Regions from separate parts of the Anas platyrhynchos genome. Here region 1 is linked to region 2. Evidence: chromatin contacts called from public Hi-C data. All regions are on one chromosome and are shown on one strand. Each heading gives the region's core, a stretch centred on a gene start, on an enhancer-like site or on the middle of the called end of the contact. The rest is flanking DNA. Distances are from core to core; before and after follow the strand shown. Region 1 holds the start of EBF2 (EBF transcription factor 2). Region 2 overlaps EBF2 (EBF transcription factor 2).

Evidence for each region. Hi-C and Micro-C count contacts between places; a contact is called where the count stands out from the background.
Region 1: a Hi-C map of skeletal muscle shows a contact between it and region 2, with 1.8 times the contacts expected there. The contact joins the promoter of EBF2 here to the enhancer-like site in region 2. A contact is called at or near these places in 2 of 8 Hi-C or Micro-C datasets (liver and skeletal muscle).

What each region holds. Positions count from the first base shown.
Region 1 is chr23:2,955,606-2,958,679 of IASCAAS_PekinDuck_T2T, forward strand. EBF2 (EBF transcription factor 2) reads right to left here and starts at 1,633. Exons shown (of 16, transcript XM_038167023.2): 1 at 988-1,633. The coding sequence starts at 1,118.
Region 2 is chr23:2,904,263-2,907,216 of IASCAAS_PekinDuck_T2T, forward strand. All of the region lies in intron 6 of EBF2 (EBF transcription factor 2), which reads right to left. Among named protein-coding and RNA genes, the nearest start is that of EBF2, 51 kb to the right of the region's middle. Within about 2 kb of position 1,424, at least 1 of the 8 cell types and tissues checked has an H3K27ac peak or open chromatin away from gene starts, as enhancers often do.

The DNA.
Region 1 (3,074 bases), core at 383-2,882, 52 kb after region 2:
TCCTCCCATGGTGCTTGGGAAACCTTGGATCAGGCCGTGGGTGGGGGCTCCGAGGTACCTACCATTCCTCCAACGTCCCACCCGCCGGTGCCCTCACCTTGTCCCTATATTCACTAAAAAGCAGCTGGCTGCCCGGGCTCGTTCAGCTTTCCCCTTCCCGGCGCTATACTGGTGTTTTTTTAGGAGAAAAAAATGTATCCAGAGAGCGAGGGGACAAGTAGATATATGGTACTTAAAGGAGTTTTTATCACCTCAGCCAAAAAGGGAAGAGACTGGGACAGCGCTCCTGTGCAGATTTAGCTGAGGATAGGAGAAGGGAAAAAAGTGTGGGGGGGAAGACACCAAAACACCAACCTATCCAAACAAGAAAAAAAAAAAAAAAGGCCCCAAACCCTACAGCGACCAGCCCCAAACCCTGGCGGCTCCCCCCGCGGTGCCAGGTCCGCTCCTGCCCCGGCAGCTGTAGGGCCGCGGGGTGGGATCTGGCCGCTGCCCCCGGTAGCCCCGGAGCCGCCTGAATTGAGGAACCCAAGATGCGCCGGGGGGGCGGGCGAGGGGGAAAAGCGGCCCCAAAGTTGGTTTTAACTCGGTTCCCTCCTGCCCGGCTGTCTGCCCCCGAAAGTGGGAAGAGGTCTCCTACAGCGCTGGGTGCAAGCGGTTTCCACCAAGAGCCCTCTGCGCTAAAAAAATTAATAAAATATATATATAAAAAAAGAAAGTGATCAGAGCTCTGCCATCCGAGCCCGCGCTGGATTTTAGGGCTCCTGATGCTCTCCGGGTTTGGAGCGCCTGTCCCCAGCTATAGCCGTATTGTCTTGAGCCTTCAGTGAGTAGAAAAGACCGGGAAGGAGGAAGGGGGGTGTCAGAAAGGGAGAAAATAAATTTAATGTCAAATGAAAATAACAAGAGGGAGTAAGGAAAAGGATTGCTTAAAAATAAAAATAAAAAAGAAGCACGGAAGAAGAGAGGGAATGCGGTGACGGTTACCTTTGTGCTGCTACGTTTGCATCCACAACCCCAACGTTTCTGACCCAGGACCTGACGGAATCCATTTCAGAACCTAGAGATTTATCTTTCAGAATTGGTCCTCTTCCTAAAGTATCTTGAATCCCAAACATTTAAAAAGTCTATTCCAACTGGCAACAGTTTCCTTGGGGGGGGGGGGGATGCGGGAGGAGAAGAAAACCACGCAGCCTCTGCAAGTGACACACACAAATCCCAGGGAAGTGGAGAACTTCAGCGTTAAAACCAACTTCTTCTGCTTTTTGGTGCTACGTGTGTTTTAATGCCTTCAATGAGGGGGGAAAAAAGTTTGTCCTCTCGCCGAGCAAAAGTTACGCTGATTCACTCTTGCCTGGGATCATCATCATTCAAACGCGGGCGAGGAAACTGCAGCCAGCAACCGCTCGCGGGTAACGAGGATCACCTGTTTCTCGAAAGACAGGGGGAGAAGGATTGATTGCTGCCCAATCCGGGGGGGGGGAAACATACACAAAAAAAAAAAAAAAAAGAGGGGGGCAGAAGGGCTGGGGATGACTCGGGGAAGGCAGGGGAGCGGGGAGGGAGCCGGAGCCTCGCGGCGGGCAGCCCGCGCCGGGGAGGAGCCGCAGCCTCCCGGCCCCGACACCATCAATGGGGCACGGCGGGCAGGGGGCGGGGCCTGGTGTCCATAAAAGGGCATCTCATTTGCATGGCCCGCCCCGATTGGAGGGCTCAGGGCGCGGCTCCCCCGCTCTGCTCCGGCCCCGGTGCCCGGCCGGGAGCGGGACCCGGAGCGCGATCGGGAGTGGGGTCGAGACCGGGACCGGGAGCGGAACCGGAGCGGGACCGAATCCGGGAGCGGCTCCCGGGCCCCTCAGCTCGGCCTCCGGCTTGCAGCCTCGCAGCCCCACGCGGTCCAGCCGCGGTAACCGGGCTGCTCCGCAAAGCCCTTAATAAATCCATCCAATAAATTAATTAAGAAAGCAGCCGCGCGGGTGCCGGCTTTGAAACGGATCGAAGCGACCAACGGGGCTGCCCCGGGAGGCTCTGCCCGCGCGGTGCCACCCTGGGCGACATGTCGCGACACGGGCAGGGCAGCCCCCGTTCCTCCAGACTTAAAACTTCCCGTAAGGTCCTGCCGAGGGAAAGAGGGCCCGGGAAAGGAAAGCGGAGCTCCCCCAGCCCAGCCGGCGGTGAGGCAGGACGCTACCTGTGGTTTGAGTTGGGTTTTTTTCCTAAAACCACTTTGTCTCGCTGCTATTTCCCCCCCGGCCCTTTTGTAGCGGGATCCGCGTATAGATCTGCCTCTGAAATCCATCTAACAGCAACGCGAAAACAGATTTCAAGACAATGAATGCAAATCTGTGCTCAGCGACCATCTGCCAGATGAGGGAATCAGATGTTCGGTAGTTAAAGGGACAGCGCCAGGATTTCCTCCGCTCATTATCCGCAGCTCCTCTTTAACCCGCTTTATTTTTTAACGGGATGAGATTAATTCGGAAATCGATCTCGTATTTCTAACTCCTTGCACCCGCGCACGCTTAGATTTCAGAAGGCACCGTTCTGCTAAATGCCGGGTGGTTCCCAGTAAGTTTGATGCAGTTCTCCTGAAACAAAAATTACGAATTCAAACCTTCCCCGAAGACTTTCATAAAACGTATCCTTAATTCAGGCGCGATCGAGGGCAAAGCCGGCACTCCGGATCGCTCTGCCCACAGAAGCGCCAGACTTTTGGGTGATCCAGACCTCACCCGATGCCTGCTCAAGGGCATTTCCCACCGCAGCCCCCTCCCCAAATTCACCAAGGCGCACCCGGTGAATTTGTCGCGTTAGCCAGGGGCAAGGTGGGCGTTATAAAGCAAAGCACCGGGAGCTCAGCGCTGCTGCGAGCCGAGGCCAACGCCGGGATGTTCACAGCCCTGCGATGCGATTATTTCTCCGGTCAGAAAACAGGGTGACACATCCCAAAAAAAAAAAAAAAAAAAAAAAAAAAAGTAATAGAATAAGAACGCGCAGTGTAAACGGACGCGTTACAGCGAATTTGGTTTTACTTTCGCAATAGGCACGGGTACCTTTCCCCCGGTAAGAGTCCC
Region 2 (2,954 bases), core at 174-2,673:
AAGCCCACTTGTACACAGATGGGAGCGTAAGTACAAACACATCACCCTACTAACATTATTTAAATGTTGTTTTGTCTACTTAATTCTTACCAGGTTCATAAAACACATCATTTACACCAGGGACCACCACTGTACCTAGGGTGAGCAAGTTAACTAAGCAGTCCTATGAAGTGTTCCTTATTTACCTGGAAGACCAGAAAACCACCAGCGGAGATGTTTGGTCTCTCAGGTAAATAAGGATTCAGTCTGCAGGAATGAAGAATTTAAATGCCTTTATTTTTTTTTAAGACTCCTTTGATAAAGTACTGAATATATACAACGCGGTTATTTTTACGACGCAGCACGATAAGCCCCATTTTTCTTTGTGTTCATGTTTCATTGCATTGTTTAGATGATGTTAAAGAGGCTCAAAACCAGAAGCAGTCATGATTTACACTTTCAGAGTGGTACAAAGCAACCCTGGTGAAGGGAGAAGCCTTTCCTGCATGTCTTTAAAAAGTATTGCTCCTCTGGCAACCTTCTAGTATTTTTATTTGCAAGTAGCAGACTTTACTTAATAAGAATCATTCCCGTTTCAAGGGGAAAAGGCAGTTAGGGGACAGGACTTCGTGTACACACACACTGCCTATATTTTAGAATTATGTTATTTATGTCTGTTGGTTTCTCCAGTTAATTAAGGGCTGGGTTTCTCTGCACGTGTAAATGATTGCGCTCATTACAAAACAGCATCTTGAAAACACAACAAAAAATCATCATCCATGATGAAATCATTCACATGCGAAAACTACTGTACCTCCTCCATGAGATGCTGTGAGACCCCTACTGAAATCACCTCGAGAGCTGGGAGTGCCAGCACTAGCCCAGCGAGCAGACCGTGATGAGGCTGAGCTGCTATCGCGGCACCCAGGCTGAGGTCCGGATCTTTGTCAGAGCAAACTGCTCAGGCTCCTTACAAATCTGGTCTCAATTCCTCCTAAAAGTCTTTTTTTTTTCTCCTCCTTCAAGATATAACCCAACACATTTGCAATAAAAACTAATTTGTTCAAGCCAGCCTAACATGAACTTTTATTCCCAGCTCCAAAATCCACACACATCACATGTTGGAGAACAGGGGAGAAAATACACTGAGAGAAAGGGCAGGTGTGGTGAGAGCATGAATGGATAGCAGGGAAAAAAATAACACCGAAGAGGCACACTGTATAAACTTTAAATTGAATACACCCTTCTCTCCTCCAAAGGGAAAAAAACCCTTGGCTCGCTAACTGAAATCTTACCCTGTTGACTAAACTTGCTGCAAGTTGTATGCTCACCATACACATTTCGGGATATTGGCAAAAAATCTGGAAATGCTTATAAATCCTAAATTGCAACATCAGTCACAAACAGCTAGTCTGCAATCGGATTTGTTATTATACAGTCTCGGGCCGTGCTTTACTACGCTGAACAATTCTTGGGAATTCAGAGAAGCAAGTGTATGATCCATAACCTTCCGTGTGTCCAAATGAAAAAACTGTTGCCAAGGAAACGCCCAAATATCAAAATTGAAATATAGCTTGGCCCTTAATGAGTCCAAAAGGAGCTGTAGGAAGTTTACTCAAGTTCAGCAGAGATTTTGGCTAAATGTGGGGAAGACATTATTAAAAGAGATCCCAGCTCTGTGGTGGAGGCAGGAGAAGAAACACGATGCAATTTTGCAATGTAACTGTGTTTAAAATCTTCTATTACATTTTTCTTCTCTCGGGACAATTGCAAACACCCTAAATGCAATAAAAAATGTGAACGTTACCGAAAGGATGAAAAAAAAAAAAAGGAAAACATGCATTTGGGGACAAAACCAAACAAAAAGAAGGCAAACTTGTAACGTTAGCACAATGATGCAACCTTAAAAAAAGGTACAGTTTTCCAAGAACTGCATTTTTCTGACATCTTGTGCATATTGAGGTCCATGGAGACTTCACATTTTCCACACTCAGCACTTTGAGGGTCAGAGAGGTCAAGGTACCAGTATTCCCAGTGGATCGCTGATAGTTCATCCAGAACAATCAAGCTACTGCCTGTTCCTCTCCCCTCGTTACCAAGCTGACACCGGGCTAGAGAAATAGCCACTGCCGCTAGGAACGAGAAATCCAGAGGCAGAAGATTAATTTGAGATAGGCAGTTTCTTTTATATTTTAGTGCTGTCGTTCTTTTAAGCTCTGACCCATTTCTACCAAAAAAAAAAAAAAAAAAAAAAAAAAAACACAAAGAAAAGTTTCTACCCATCTCCAGCTGAAGTCACCGCAGCCCGCTCCATGCTCACACCCCAAGCTGCTCAGTGGGGGAAGCATTTCTACATTTCTTACAGCTGTGGGTGATGTGAAATTAGAAATTCTGGCCAGTACTTTGGGACAGAGACTGTCTTTTTTTTCTGGAGCACTCAGAAAGCACCTAGAACAAAGAGGCTAATGTTTTGAAAATTCTCCAAATAAATTATCCTATGATCCTACGAGGAAGGCACACCACCAAACCAACATCACCACTTGTGTTGTGTCTCCGATTTTCAGCTACAAATGAATGGCTTCACCTGGTAAATTAGACACAGGAATTATTAGCTCCTAAAGAAACAATGATTTTAGCAAATAGGTGTAAGGGCAAGCTTTCCTCCTTTTTGTCATGAGTTGTTTGCATGCCTTAGCTAAGAATCCGCCTTAGAATCAGTTTCCATCCTCTAATACCTGTATTTGTGTGTTCACTCAATATGATCGGCAACTAATTAAATCCTACACTTTAAATATTCTATCCAACCCATCCCTGTCTGGAAGAACTTTAAGCTTTGTATGCAAAATAACCGACCGAGAAGAGGAACCGAATGTACGTGCATGTTTTTATATTTACCTAAATAACAATTTTCAGAATACGTTGCTGGTTTTGTTCCAAAGGAATTCCCAAAAGAATTAAAGAGAACCACAAACCTT